Regions from separate parts of the Mus musculus genome. Here all the other regions are linked to region 1. Evidence: chromatin contacts called from public HiChIP or PLAC-seq and promoter capture Hi-C data. All regions are on one chromosome and are shown on one strand. Each heading gives the region's core, a stretch centred on a gene start, on an enhancer-like site or on the middle of the called end of the contact. The rest is flanking DNA. Distances are from core to core; before and after follow the strand shown. Region 1 holds the start of Nr4a1 (nuclear receptor subfamily 4, group A, member 1). Region 2 holds the start of Pfdn5 (prefoldin 5). Region 3 holds the start of Atf7 (activating transcription factor 7). Region 4 holds the start of Prr13 (proline rich 13).

Region 1 (3,549 bases), core at 938-3,437:
GCTTCTCCCTCAGGAGAAGTGGTCTGTGCTACTTTTTTGTGAAGGCAGAATGGTGGGGAAAGTGGATAATGCTAGAACTCAGGATGGCACACCCTGGTGAAGACAGGACCTGCACCTGCTTCTGCTGGAGGGAGGGACCGTCCTGGCTTGTCTTGCTGGCATATTTAAACACATCTTGGGAGTAGAGGGGAGGTGGGGGGCTGGGTGGAGAGATAAAATGGGGAGCCAGATATGACATAACCAGAGCTAAGGTTATTTGTCCTTTAGAGCAAAGGCATCCATTCTCATAGAACCCCTGGGTCCTGTCTTCAAGTGTGTGTGTGGGGCATAAATGATAGTAGTGGCTTCCATATTTAAACAAGGGCCCAAGTAAACTTTTGTGCAAGGGCCCAAGGAAAGAAAGATCCAACTATGGATGATGTGGGGGTGGGAGGGTCCAGGATGGCTCCAGTGGACATCATCCTGTCCACACTTCTTCTCCTAGGTGGCTTTTTGTCCTTTGGAAGGTGGCTTGGTAAAGTCCAGAGCTATGGACTCAGCCGCAACGAGACTACACGTTAGCCTGGGGGGGGGGTTGCTGGTAACTTCTGAACATATCACCGAATGACATCAGCAGTGTATGAAAACTGTTCCGTATGCAGGGGACAGTGATTAAAAAGAAATAGCAGGCTGGTTGGGGGGGGGGGTCTTTTGTGGTGATGGGATGGACTCCAGGTTACAAATGCTAGGCAAGCAAGAACTCTACCACTGAGCTACGCCCTTAGCCCATTTTTAAAAACCGGTTATGGCCAGAATAGGCCGTCATTGGATAGTCTCGGTTAGTCTGCTGCACTGGTGGGCTGGCAGCAGAAATCGGGAACCAGGGGGTGGGGTCAAGGATGGGATAGAGATACTGCAAAGAGAATCCCTAGTAGGGAAAGCTAACCACTGAATCTTTTCTCCATACCCCTTCCTTTCTCTTACCTGACTACAAATGAGGTTTCCTTTAGCTTAGACTGGGATGGAGATGTGACCTGCAGGGTGACAGCTCCAGGTGGCTGCAGCCTGGTCTGCACTTTGAGTACAGCCCTGGCCAGACCCTTCCCTGCAAGCAGTAACTGGTTACAGCTGCTCTCTTCACTGCTGGAGCAGGTAGTGGGGAGGCAGGTGGGTCCCCATCAGGGACTGGGACCAGGGAATTGACAGAAGAGTGTGAAAAGGAGATGGAGTTCGATGGCCCTGGGTTCAAGACCCCATTGTGCTACTACCTAGCTTAGTGACCTTGAACAAGTACCATTATGTCTCTGAATCTATTTATAAAATGGGGAAGAGTTGGCAAGAGTTTGGAAAGATTTCTCAGGCTCCACCCGGTTCTGAAATTCGGCAATTTCTCAACTAGGGTGCATCCATCCTGCGAGGGGTTAAGAGGCCATCGCTGAGAAACCAGCATCGGTGTGGAGCCGAGCCCGTTGACCCAGCCTGGCAAAGCTATGCCCTTTGGGAAGGAACCTTGAAGGCCAGAGTGCCTGTCCTCAGTCCTGGGGCTAGAGACCCTGCACATTGCCAAGGCTGAGGCACGGGCCCAGCCCACCTCCTATCTTCTGGGTGTGTCCCAGAATGGCTTGCCTCAGCCCTGAACTGCCCTGGCTGCTCAGAATGGCAGAGAGTGATACCCTAGGTGTCCAGGACAGACTGGGAAAGGGACAAAAGCGGAGCAGGGCCTGGGGTAGGGGTGGGCAGGAGGGAGAGGGAGCTGTTGGCACCAGGAGCAGCTGGAGGGGAGGAGATCCTGTTCTGGGGAAGCCCTGCGGGCACGGATTTACAACACCCCCTCCTCCTGGTCGGTTATTTCGGACCCCGGGACCCGATCCCGGGTCCGGCTTGGTGAGCCTAGTGGGTCTGGAAGCTACTATATTTAGCCGGCGCAGCGGGCGAGAGGAAAACTATTTATAGATCAAACAATCCGCGCTCCCTGCGTCAATGGAACCCCGCGTGCGTCACGCGCGCAGACATTCCAGGCCCCCCCTCTTCGCCCCGCCCCCTCGGGCTCCCCGTCCCCGCGCCTCCTCCTGGCCGCCTCCCGCCGGAACCGCGCCGCCCCCCGCGCCCTTGTATGGCCAAAGCTCGCCGGGCCGTGTGCGTCAGTGGCGCCCCCGCCCCTCTCCATGCGTCACGGAGCGCTTAAGATGTGGGTCGGGCTCGCCAGGGGAGCCCCAGTGCAGGAGGCTGCGAAAGTTGGGGGAGTGTGCTAGAAGGACTGCGGAGCGGAGCGCACGCGGGACCAGGCTGCGACTGGGTCGCTGGTCCCGGCCACAGGGAGTGGGAGCCGGCTGGGTAGGTACCCCGCAGGGAGCGTGTTTCTGTTTCTAGGGACAGTGCATGAAAGAGATGGGGTGTACGCGCGGGCGAAAAGGAAGGGTGTTTTCGGGTCGGCTTACGAGGAGGGGTGTGTAGGGTGCATTTTTGGTATTAAAGGATAGCTCTTGGAGTAGGGTGAGCCAGGGCTTGAAGTTTAGGAAGCGGGCGAAGGGTCTGCAAGGTGCTTGGTTTTGGTAGGTAGTGGGCGCTTGTTTAGGAGGTTTCCCCGCTAGGATCTCCAGTGTGAGGCACTCTGTACTCTGGGTTTGGGTGTTGATTGCCGGGTAGGGGGTTGTCTGAGCATGGACTGGGAAAAGGTACTCAGAGCTTCGGCGTTGCTGGGATCCATCCAAGTACAAGTAAGATTGGATTTCCACGGGTCTCCTTCCCGGGCTCTCAGCCCCCTTTCCCAGTGTTTACTTAATACTTCATAGGCTGTACTTAGATTTTCTGATTCCCTTACCGAACTTTCTTTCTGAACCGTGCTGGAAGACCTGGGGGTTGCTGAAGGAAATGGCTAGCTAGGTTGGCTGGGTAATGGTTGTGTTAGACTAAGTTGTCAGAGTATCTAGAAACCTAGGAGCTGTAGCCTGGTGCAGCTACTGAAAGCCGCACGTGGAGCCTGGGTGGAAGTTGCTCACGATAGAGTCTCGATGTAGTACTGACTAGGGGGGAGACCCCTTCTGTCATCAGACAGACTTGTATACCCCAGTGGTCTTTTGAGTCTGTTAGGTAGGGTGCAGCCTGCGGGCTTGGTCACCTAACAGGTGTTGCCAGGACCTGCCCCAAGCCGGATTCTCCCACTCCCTCTTTCAACCCCGCCTCTTCCTCCTCCTTGAGACACCCCCACCCCCTCAGGAGGCTAGATGCAGATCTGTATCTTGTGTTGCGGACTATCGGCCTGAAGCTGGGTAGATTGGTGGGGGTTGATCCGGATGTAGGATGTCCAAGTGGAGAAACAGGATTTGAATGGAGCTGGAACAAACGCCCAGTCCTGACTGGCTGCCACCCTTCTTCCTCCACCCCCAACCCATCCCTTCCCAGGCTTCTTGCAAACAGAGGCAGAAGTGGCCATATTTCTTTCTTTCTCCCAGGTGCTGTATGCCCTAGGGACTTGACACGGGGCAGGCGGGGTGGGAACTGGTTGGGGGGGGGGTGCTGTTTTATGGGAAGTCGTATGCCTAGCCAGCGGTGGAGCTGTCCTGGCTAGGC
Region 2 (3,515 bases), core at 355-2,854, 1.1 Mb after region 1:
CATGCAGAGGCCAGCCTGGTCTACTTAGCAAGTTCTAGAATAGCCAGGGCTATACAGAGAAAACCCTATGTCCAAAAACAAAATGTACAGAGTGAGAGGCAAACATCCCTATGAGGTAAAGGCCAGCTGAGTCTTTACTTTTGAGTTTCAGCTAGCCAGTGCTACAAAACAATACCCTGGCAGTTAAAGTGTTCACACTGGAGAAAGGAAAGGTAGTGATAGGGCTATGCTGATGTTTTTAATCCTTCCACTGCCTTTGAATCCTGGATGATTTTAGAAACCATTGCCCTTCCCACCAAGGCTGCTACACTTTGGCAATGGCAGCAGCAGATTCAATGGGGTTTGCTACTCATATGGTTTGTTGCAACAACTACACCTTTAAAAGTTTCTGGGAGGGGGGGGGGTGCTGGTGAGATGGCTCAGTGGGTAAGAGCACTGACTGCTCTTCCGAAGGTCCAAAGTTCAAATCCCAGCAACCACCCATAATGAGATCTGATGCCCTCTTCTGGTGCGTCTGAAGACAGCTACAGTGTACTTCCATGTAATAAATAAATAAATAAATAAATAAATAAAAGTGTGTGTGCACCACCAATATCTGGCTGATATTGTTAAAAAAAAAAAAAAAAGTTGCTGGGAAGCACACAGACCCTTCCTATCCAACACACAATGGTGGGGCTAGACAGACACTCAGCAGTTATGAGCACTAGGTTGCTCTTTCAAAGGACCTAGGTTTGGTTTGCCTGCATATATACTGAGACATAAAAATAAATGTAGTTGGTTGGCAGTTGTTCCTTTTTGGCACTTGCACTTTATCCTTTAAAGCGCGTTAGTGGTACTGTCAGAACACAGGTTCCCTGCTGTCCTGTCGCGGGCTTGTCCCAACAACGCGCAGTAGCTTATACCGCTTTACAATCTTGTGGTTGTGTCGTGAGTCCGAGAGTTTCGAGTCCCTTGAAGGCCCAAGCCATGTTTGCTAACTAATTTTATAACTACCTTCCTCTACTACCCATTCTGTATTTCCTTCACCTTCAGCCAGCACCTCAGCAGGTCTTGGCTCTTTTCCTGGAGGATTGACCCATACCTTCATTCCTGATGGGTCTGTGTCCTTTGTCATCCTGCTTGGATTAGGCTGTTGTAGTTTCCCATTGACTTTAATCACAGGACATGGTAGTACTAAGAGACGCCCTAAGGGATCTCCTACACTCCAGACATAATCTTGCTTACCACCATTGTGAAGAGGTAATCCAATTTCCCCATGGTAATCTGGATCTATCACCCCTCCTAACACTGTTATTCCATTTTTAGCCTGTTGGTTTAAGGGCATTAGAAGCCCAAAATGACCAAGGGGAAGTCTGAGCTTCCAGTTCAATGGAATGTTTGTTGTAGCTCCTGGTAGGAGCACTCCCCTCTCTGGAGCCAAAACTTCTAGGCCAGCAGAACCTAGAGTTATGGGGACAGGAAGCCAAAATTACCGTGCTAGCTTTAGTGTACTCTGAGAAAAGAAAAACTTGCGTTCTCTAATTAAGCTTGAGATCCGAAAAGCGGGTCCGAAACACAGGATCATAGAGACGACGGGCGCAGAGCGTATCCCCTGGCGGCACCACGGAGGTAACGCGGAGGGCGGCTAGAGCGTCACTCGCCCAGGCGGCTTCCTCTTCGGCAGTCCTCCTTCCCAACATGGCGCAGTCGATTAACATCACGGAGCTGAATCTGCCACAACTGGAAATGCTCAAGAACCAGCTGGACCAGGTGAGGACCTGTCCCAGCACCTTCCTCGCGCTTCATATCCTCCGACCGACCGCCCGCCCGGTCGGGGAGGCTTCCTTTCCCAGGGAAACCCCTATCCGGTCCCGGGTCCCGCCCCCTCAGCCTGGGCCCCGCTTTCTTGAGCTGACCCCTTGTTTTTTCCCGGCTTCTGTAGGAAGTGGAGTTTTTGTCCACGTCCATTGCTCAGCTCAAGGTGGTCCAGACCAAGTACGTGGAAGCCAAGGACTGTCTGAACGTGCTGAACAAGAGCAACGAGGGTATGGGCTAGGCGGGTGAGGGCGCCTGGGGATGCCGGCTTCTCCTTCGCTTTTTCCTAGTTCCAGTTTTCGTTAAAGAAAACTGTTTGTTACTTAGTGTGTGTGTAGCCACAGGAGCCCCCGCATGTTGCCTACAGAAAACTAAAATGTACAAGACATTTCCTCAGTTGCTGTGTTCTTTTCACTGTCTGTGAACACTGAGCCCTGTTGGGAGCTTCCCCTAACGTCTTCGCGTGGGAGCCGCTAGCCTTCCCCAGCTGTTTGTCTTTATTACTTTCACAGGAAAAGAATTACTGGTCCCACTGACGAGTTCTGTATCCTTTCCACGGGAAATGCTACCTTACATTCTTCCACAGTCTTTCCCAAAAGCGGGGAGAGTTTTGATTTTAAGAACAGTCGAACACTTAACGTAGCTCACTTGTCTAACGTTGCACCAGTGTCCATGTAATACTTTGTATCAGAGTTCGGTGAAGAATTGAAATGTTGTGTTTCTCTTTGTTTAGAGATGTCAATATGGAGACAAAGCTGGCATTTGGCTAAAGCCAGTAGAAAAAATGTTAGGATATTGAAATTGGGAACTTGCCTCTTTTTTCAATTTCACCTTAATTGCCGCTCATCTCTAATAGTGAAAGGTAGATTGTTTCCTCCTGTTGAAATGACCTGTTGTCATTTCCACCAGGAAATGACAGTCGAAAGAGAAACCTAAGAATAGCAAAGTGGTGAAGACTGTTTTAAGTAACAATAGAGCCGGCAAGGTGACGACGCAGAGCGTAAAACCCACACATACACACTGAGCTAACTTTCTGATACTAATGGGGTGGAAGGAGAAGACCAACTCCCAGAAGTTGTCCTCCGACCTTCGTGCTCCATGGCATGCACACTTGTGAAAACACACACACAGACCAAATACATGTAAGTTTAAAAGTAGTAATAATTTGTAACTAGAGAGATGGCTCAGCAGTTAAGAGCACTTGCTCTCAGTGAGAACCCAATTGGGTTCCGAACATCTACATGGTGTAGGTGACAACAATTCAAGGGGATGCAGCAACCTTTTCCGACTTCTGCAGGCACCAGGCATGCACATGATGCATACACATACACATAGTTTTGTCTTAGGGTTTCATTGCTGTGAAGAGACATCATGACCAAGGCAACTCTTTTTTTTTTTTTTTTTTTTTTTTTTTTTGGTTTTTCGAGACAGGGTTTCTCTTTTAGCTCTGGCTGTCTTGGAACTCACTCTGTAGACCAAGCTGGCCTCGAACTCAGAAATCCGCCTGCCTCTGCCTCCCGAGTGCTGGGATTAAAGGCGTGCGCCACCACGCCCGGCTGCAACTCTTGTAAAGGCAAACATTTCATTTGGGGCTGGTTTAGAGTCAGAGGACTCAGTCCACTGTCACTGTGTCTGGAAGAATGGGAGCACCCAGGGAGACATGGTGCTGTAGAAGGAGCTGAGAGTTCTACATCTTGATCCAATTGGCAGCCAGGAGAAGA
Region 3 (3,222 bases), core at 339-2,838, 1.4 Mb after region 1:
CCTCAGTTATCTCAGTCTGAGGTGTACTTGGGCTATATGAAACACTGCCCCAATTAATAAACAAGAAAATATACAAGATAATTAAGATTAAGTTCAATCATCCATTAAATAACTCTTAATGAACGAAAGGGAAAATTCACATTTAAGGAAACAAAATTTATTTGTTAGTGTTTAGAGTACCTATAGTTTCTTCAGAAATTATACTGCTGAAAAAATTTTAAACATAGGAAACAAATGAGTTTGCTGAAATTAAAAAAAAAAAAAAACCTGCACATCTCCACAAACCTATACTTCATATGAACCCTGAGAGATATTAAAACACCCTCTGCTAAGCAGAAAACAAAGTTAGGAAAGTAGTAACACGGGAATCTGGGTAGGAGGTGCCCTGGGTAGTAAACACCCCAGTGAGTGCACATAATAAGCATTTCAGAGCAACATAGAAGTCCCAACGGGTCTCCAACTTGGACTGCGAAGTCCCAGGCCCACATCCCTGTGTTCTGAAAGAAATGAAACTTGGAAAGTGGAACACTGGAAAAATGACAATCAGAGTAGCGCCCTACTTTTCTTCTTCTCAACCCCCGGGCCAGCATTTTGGCTGGCTGGTCACCAGTCTGGGTGCCATATCCACCAAAAAACACTAAGCAGTATCCTGGCGGTCTCCCGACTGAAGAAAGAACCAGACTGTATGTCAGTCGCTGTCTCTTCTCCAAATATCCCCCCTTACCCTCTGGATTTCCATATTATCACCGAAGCGATGCCTTCTAGCAACCCAACCCACTCACATGTCCTCCTAAACTCATCCACTTAATCTGTCCAGATCCATACTTTCTGACACCGTGTCTCTTGCTCAGATTCTTCTGAATTCAATCGAAACGCCAGGACCCCCGTTTCCCAATGCTCCACTTCGACCACACAACGCGTGCTTTCACCTGAGCCAGGCTCTCGTCACCCAAACCTACCTCCTGCCTATTTACCTCTGCCTTCTGCAGTGCCAAGCCCTAAACCCACTTTTTGGGAAATCTTTTGAGTCTTCAACCTAGTTTAGCAGTCCTCCTCTATCTTCCACTCCAAGATCCCTCCATTAGACTTCCACTAGACTTCGCTTCCCTCAGGATTCAACCCCCCTTTCCTCGCCACGCCCTGTGCCCCCCGGGGCTACTTACCCCAAGTTCTCCCCACACTTCAGTCCTCTGGCCCCGCCTTCCTCCAAAAGGAAGGAGGCGGGAGAAGAGAAGAGGGCGGCACTCCGCAAGGTAAAGGCGATCTCCCATTAGCGCTCATGGCCGCCAATTGTGGCTTCCTTCTCTCCTATTGGTTGTCTTTAGCCTACGCCCCACCCTCTTCCTCAGACAGGCCTGGCCACCGCCTCAGCGCCCCCGTCCAACAGACTGGGAGGGGAGACCCCGGCCCGGGACGCTGGGACTGGCCAGAGTAGAAGGAGAGACTCCTGTCAGGCCACGGACTAGCTAATGTTAACAGGACTCACCCGCTGGTAGCTCCGGCGCCTCCCGCCCGCCCGCGCTCGGTCCCACAATCTGTCTCCTGCTCCTCCTTTCCCCCCTCAGCGGAGCAGATACTTTCCTCCCGTCCGGCCAGGCGTGTTCACTTCTCGCGAGAAGTGGGGGCGAGGGCGCGACTCGTGGGGCTGAGTTGGACCAGGGCCTAGGGGCGGGGCTTGCTGTGAGCGTGGCTTGAGTGGAAGGTTGGGCGAGCGCTGTACACACGACTCGCACGTGTTCGGCTGCAAAGTGTGGGCAGCGCGGGGAGAGCGGCCCTGGCGTCTAACGCTGCCGATCTGTCTGTAGCTGTGGAGGTCCGAAGGTGAAGCAAAGGCAGGGAGGGACTGAGAGTGTCTCAGGCAGCCCTCGGATAAAGGGGAATTAAGGGAGCGGAGCCAAGAGAGGGACTTCAGTCACCAAGCTGGTCATTAGTTGTGTGGAGGAAGTTAAGCAAGAGTCGATCCGAGCAGGTGACTGCTTGCACTTTCTGCTTTACACTTGACAGCACCTCACTGGCCGAAGCCCCTGCCCGGTGTGTGCTGTGTGTGAGCTACGATGGTAGTGTGAGGAAGTACGTTCAACTCCAGCCTCACCGCGGCGGCGCCCGCCTCTAATCGCCACATGGAGGCAGGCGGATCTCTGTGAGTTCGAGGCCAGCCTGGTCTACATAGCGAATTCCAGGACAGCCAGCGCTATCCTTGTCTCAACAACCCCCCACCCCACCCCCAAAAGACCATGGATGATCACCAGTCTAGCCTTCTGGGCCAGTGGGAAATCCCGCGTTAAACAAACAATAAAAATAAGGGGGATAGCTCTGAGGAACCAAACCTGAAGTTGTCATCTGGTCTCTTGGACAACCCTCCATACCTGTGAACAACACACACACACACACTTACAGAGAGAAAGTAGGACTGTTAGTGTAGCTCAGTGTGAAGCCACAGCACAGTGATTTTTTTTTTTAAAATTTGTATATGTTACCCAGCAAGTATTTTATTGAAATACCAACAGCACATACTACGTCAAAAACAAAAGCACACACAACACTGTCCTGGTCATGTGGAAAATTTCTCTGACAGAATTTTTATTTTACGGTTGAGGGAGAGATAGGTCATAAGTCAATAATTATACTTACTTCAGAAAGTGAAGAGCTTTTCAGGGTAATGAGACCGAAAGCAACTCTAAGAGGGGAAAAACACTATTGCTAGTATTGAGAGAAGTCCTCTTGAGAAAGTTATTTATTTATTTATTTATTTATTTATTTATGAATGAGGCAGGGCTTATTTTGAAGCCAAGCTGTCCTGAAACTCATTTTCCTGTGTCAGCCTCCACCTAAGTACTTGTATTAAGTATGAGCCACTTGTCTGGCCTGAATGTATACCATCTACATACCAGATGCCTACCTGTGGAGGCAAGAAGAGGGCACCAGGTACCCTGAAACTAAAGTTACAAATGGTTGAGACCTGCAGTGTCAGTGCTGGGACTAGAAACAAGGTCTTCTGGAAGAATGGTCTGTCCTCTTTTAACTGCTGAGCCATCTCTTTAGCCTGAGGAGTTGAATTATTAAGAGACAGCCTTGAGACTTTCAGGAGAACATCAAATATAAGAGCTACATTTGAAAAACTTATCCTGAAGAAGAGGCAGGCAGGTCTCTGTGAATTTGAGACCAGTCTGTGATACACATGAACACACACAAATTATGTGGTTAAGATGGTACTTTTTGTGT
Region 4 (3,603 bases), core at 545-3,044, 1.2 Mb after region 1:
TCAGTGTCCTTATCTAGGTTTCCAGCAGATGGTATGGCCCAGGTTAGAGGTGTGTCTTCCCACTTCAAAATCTAGATTAAGTAATCTATTCACCTACTTCAGGTTAAGAAGAAAAAAAAAAAGGTGTGTCCCGACAACCAAGAATAGTTATCACACCTAATAAAAATTGTTGTAAATATTTGTAAAAGTTTGAGATCATCTTGGCAACATAGCAGGCTGAGGCCATCCTAAACTGAGTGTGAGATCCTGTCTCAAAAATAAATAAAAGTGCCGGGCATGGTGGCGCATGCCTTTAATCCCAGCCCTCGGGAGGGAGAGGCAGGAGGATTTCTGAGTTCGAGGCCAGCCTGGTCTACAGAGTGAGTTCCAGGACAGCCAGGGCTATACAGAGAATACCCTGTCTTGGAAAAAAAATAAAAAAAAATAAAATAAAATAAAATAAAATAAAATAAAATAAAAGTGTAGAGGGTGGGGAGAGGAATGTAGACAGCTAAGGTCCAGGCCTTGTGTGGCTTGTGGGAAAGTCCTTGATTTATTCATCATTTTATCTATGAACAGGGTCTCATGTAGCGCAGGATGACCTAAAACTCTCTGTGTTGCCAAGGGTGACCTTGAACTCAGGATCCTGTAAGCCCTATCTGCAAAGTGCTGGGGTTAGCTGGGCTTGGTGGCCCACACCTTTAACCCTAGCACTCGGGAGGCAGAGGCAGGTGGATTTCTGAGTTCGAGGCCAGCCTGGTCTACAAAGTGAGTTCCAGGACAGCCAGGGCTATACAGAGAAACTCTGTCTCGAAAAACCAAAAAAAAAAAATTCTGAGAGTTGTGGCTTGCTTTTGTTTTTCTAGCACCCGAGAGAGAGAGAGAGAGAGAGAGAGAGAGAGAGAGAGAGAGATATGGGATGACTGCTTTTCATCCAAAGTCAACCCAAGTCATACTGGTAGATTGTCTCAAAAACATCAAAACCAAAAATGAATTCACTTAGTTACCCAGAACAATGACATGAAACTATAACTGCACCATCTGCTGAACACATTGAAACCCTGTCTCTTATCTTTCTACAAAAAAAGAACCACAGGCTGTGGTTCTAGCAGCTGGCAACATTGAAGCCCAGGGCTGGGACTCAGCAGAACTTCCTCCTTTTGTTCTCTGAGGCCTTTTTTTGTTTGTTTGTTTTTGTTGTTATTTTCCGAGTCAGAGACAGGGCTGGTCTGTGTGGCTCTGGCTGTCTTGGAACTCACTATGCAGACCATGCTGGTTTCAAACTCAGAGATTCACCTGCCTCTGCCTCCTGAGTTCAGGGACTAAAGGTGTTGTGCCATCATGACAGAGCTCTCTCTGAGGTTTTATGTAGGGTTCCCTAAGAAGCTAATATTGTCTTTAAATTCTGATTCTCTTCCTCCATTTCCAAAATGCTAGGTTACAGACAAGTCTACCCATCAAGCAGGCACTTGGTGCACATACACTGAGGCAAAACACTCATACACATTAAAAAAAAAAATCTTAAAATTTAAGCAAAACAACAACAAAAAAAAACAGTGAGAGTTTATCTCGTTGGCTCAGGTCCTTGCTTGGAGCTGACCCCGCCTCGGTCCCGCCCTAAGGAGCATTTCCGCTGCGTCTCCGTATTTCACCTGTATGTATTTCACAACGCAATGTTTTCTCCCTAAGGCTCCGCCTGGCGGCCAGCGCAACGGTTTCCTCCTTGTTTAGTTGGACCACAGCGATTGACAAGTCAGTTCTCCAATCATCGTGTCAAAGTGATCACATAATTATTAACTAGGTCACAGGGGCGGTGCGGAAGTATAGAATGAATAGGAGTGACCAGGAAGTGCGAACCCAGACTGAGAAGGAGGACAGGAGCGGGCTGGCGATCTGGGAAGGTGACAGGGCATCTGGCCTCCCAAATTCCATCTCTCCTCTTAGCTGGGCCAGGGATCCATTTATTCCTGAGAACTAAGAACTCCATTTGCTCTTTGGGGGTTGTGTGTGTGTTCTAAGAGTTTTGGGACCTGGAGTGTCTTTCTTGATATTCAGGATGGGATTATTTGTTTGTTTATTTATTTATTTTTATTTATTTGTTTATTTTAGCTTCACTTCAGGGGTGCCCCCGGGGCGAGCAGGGAGTTTAGGTCCCATCTCACACTACGGATGCTTAAAGGCCTCCGGTCCCTTTCCAGGGAGAGGGAAATGAGACTTCTCCATCCAGGTGAGATAGTGAAAGTGGGAGGGGCCCTGGGAAGAGAGTTCCTGTGATTTAAATCCTGGGCTAGAGTAGGCTATGAGGATGCGGGAAAGAAAAAGGGAACTTTTTTTTTTGTTTTGTTTTTGTTTGTTTGTTTGTTTTTGTTATTTCGAGACAGGGTTTCTCTGTATAGCTCCAGCTGTCCTGGAACTTACTTTGTAGACCAGGCTGGCCTCATTCGCCTGCCTCTGCCTCCCAAGTGCTGGTATTAAAGGTGTGCACCCCCACGCCCAGCAGGGAACTTTTTTTCATTTCCTTTTGTTTTGGGTTTGACACAGGGTAGCTCTAGCTGTCCTGTAACTCTTTTTCGACCAGGCTGGTCTGGAACTCAGAGATCCACCTGCCTCTGTTTCCAGAGTGCAGCCCATTTTTAAGTGGAGGTTTATCTGTGAGAGTCTTGGTAGGGTGGAGGCTGTAGGGTGGGGCTCGGGTTCTCGAAAATCCTCCTCCCTTCCTGGAACCTTCAGACTTTGCCTGGTTTACTTCCTAGGCTTGAGCTAACATCTCGACATGTGGAATCCTAATGCTGGTAAGTTCCTGGGGGCTCTCCTCTGACCTGCCCCAGCCCATTTTGCAATGAAACAGGAAGTTTCTATCTATCCCCGCAGCCCCAAGCAAAAGCAAAGCCACCGGACCACTGCTAGTTACCAAGTTCTGCCTTTCCATAAGGCTTAAGAACGGTAGTGATTTGTATTATGTGTTGATAGAGGTTCCGGACAGTTCTAATCTTTATTCTCGGATTCTTCTTCCAGGACCGAATCCATATCCACCCCAAGTTGTGTGCCCAGGAGGTTCCAATCCTGCCTGTCCACCACCTCTCAATCCTGCCTTTCCCCCTGGCCCCTGTCCTCCCGGAATTCCCCAGGGAAACCCAGCTTTCCCTCCGTGTCGTCCCCCTTATCCTGTACCACAACCAGGGTGTCCAGGATACCAACCCTCAGGTCCCTACCCTCCCCCATACCCACCACCTGCTCCTGGCATGTGCCCCGTGAATCCTCCGGCTCCTGGCATGGTGGGTCCCGGAATCGTGATAGACAAGAAGACTCGGAAGAAAATGAAGAAAGCTCATAAGAAGTCGCACAAGCATCACAAGCACGGGAAGGTCAGTGTCATCTGGAGCCTGGCTGGGGAAGGAGCTCCGTTCAGAGGGACCAGGGGTGATCAGGAGTTGGGGAAGGACTTTCACGGTTTGTGGGCACAGGCGATGGTGTGTGGGAGCGGTAGCCCGCAACCTTGTCGCTTTAGCAGATGTAGATGGTTTTTCCTTTAAGTAAGGGGATCCTCCTGAAAGGAGTTTAGTAATATTGAGGCATCAGATCACTCCCATCTGCCAAGGAAAAGTGAAGGGGTGCGGGGAGGAT

What was found. Promoter capture Hi-C pulls out the DNA fragments that hold promoters and counts their contacts. HiChIP or PLAC-seq counts read pairs in DNA pulled down with a chosen protein or histone mark.
Region 2: a contact with region 1 is called in a promoter capture Hi-C map of cranial neural crest. The contact joins the promoter of Pfdn5 here to the promoter of Nr4a1 in region 1. A contact is called at or near these places in 2 of 39 promoter capture datasets (the SN4741 cell line and cranial neural crest) and 1 of 9 other capture datasets (adipose tissue).
Region 3: a contact with region 1 is called in a FOXA1 HiChIP or PLAC-seq map of pancreatic cancer cells. The contact joins the promoter of Atf7 here to the promoter of Nr4a1 in region 1. A contact is called at or near these places in 2 of 39 promoter capture datasets (the SN4741 cell line and pre-B cells) and 2 of 115 datasets of contacts at active chromatin or transcription factors (embryonic stem cells and pancreatic cancer cells).
Region 4: a FOXA1 HiChIP or PLAC-seq map of pancreatic cancer cells shows a contact between it and region 1. The contact joins the promoter of Prr13 here to the promoter of Nr4a1 in region 1. A contact is called at or near these places in 3 of 39 promoter capture datasets (the C10 cell line, the HPC-7 cell line and hippocampal neurons) and 2 of 115 datasets of contacts at active chromatin or transcription factors (extraembryonic endoderm stem cells and pancreatic cancer cells).

What each region holds. Positions count from the first base shown.
Region 1 is chr15:101,264,659-101,268,207 of GRCm38.p6, forward strand. It overlaps Nr4a1 (nuclear receptor subfamily 4, group A, member 1), which reads left to right and starts at 2,188. Exons shown (of 7, transcript NM_010444.2): 1 at 2,188-2,313.
Region 2 is chr15:102,324,512-102,328,026 of GRCm38.p6, forward strand. It overlaps Pfdn5 (prefoldin 5), which reads left to right and starts at 1,605. Exons shown (of 6, transcript NM_027044.3): 1 at 1,605-1,749; 2 at 1,922-2,024; 3 at 2,307-2,338. The coding sequence starts at 1,678.
Region 3 is chr15:102,623,876-102,627,097 of GRCm38.p6, forward strand. It overlaps Atf7 (activating transcription factor 7), which reads right to left and starts at 1,589. Exons shown (of 12, transcript NM_001310067.1): 1 at 1,487-1,589.
Region 4 is chr15:102,457,376-102,460,978 of GRCm38.p6, forward strand. Prr13 (proline rich 13) reads left to right here and starts at 1,795. Exons shown (of 4, transcript NM_001170911.1): 1 at 1,795-1,880; 2 at 2,733-2,771; 3 at 2,995-3,344. The coding sequence starts at 2,753.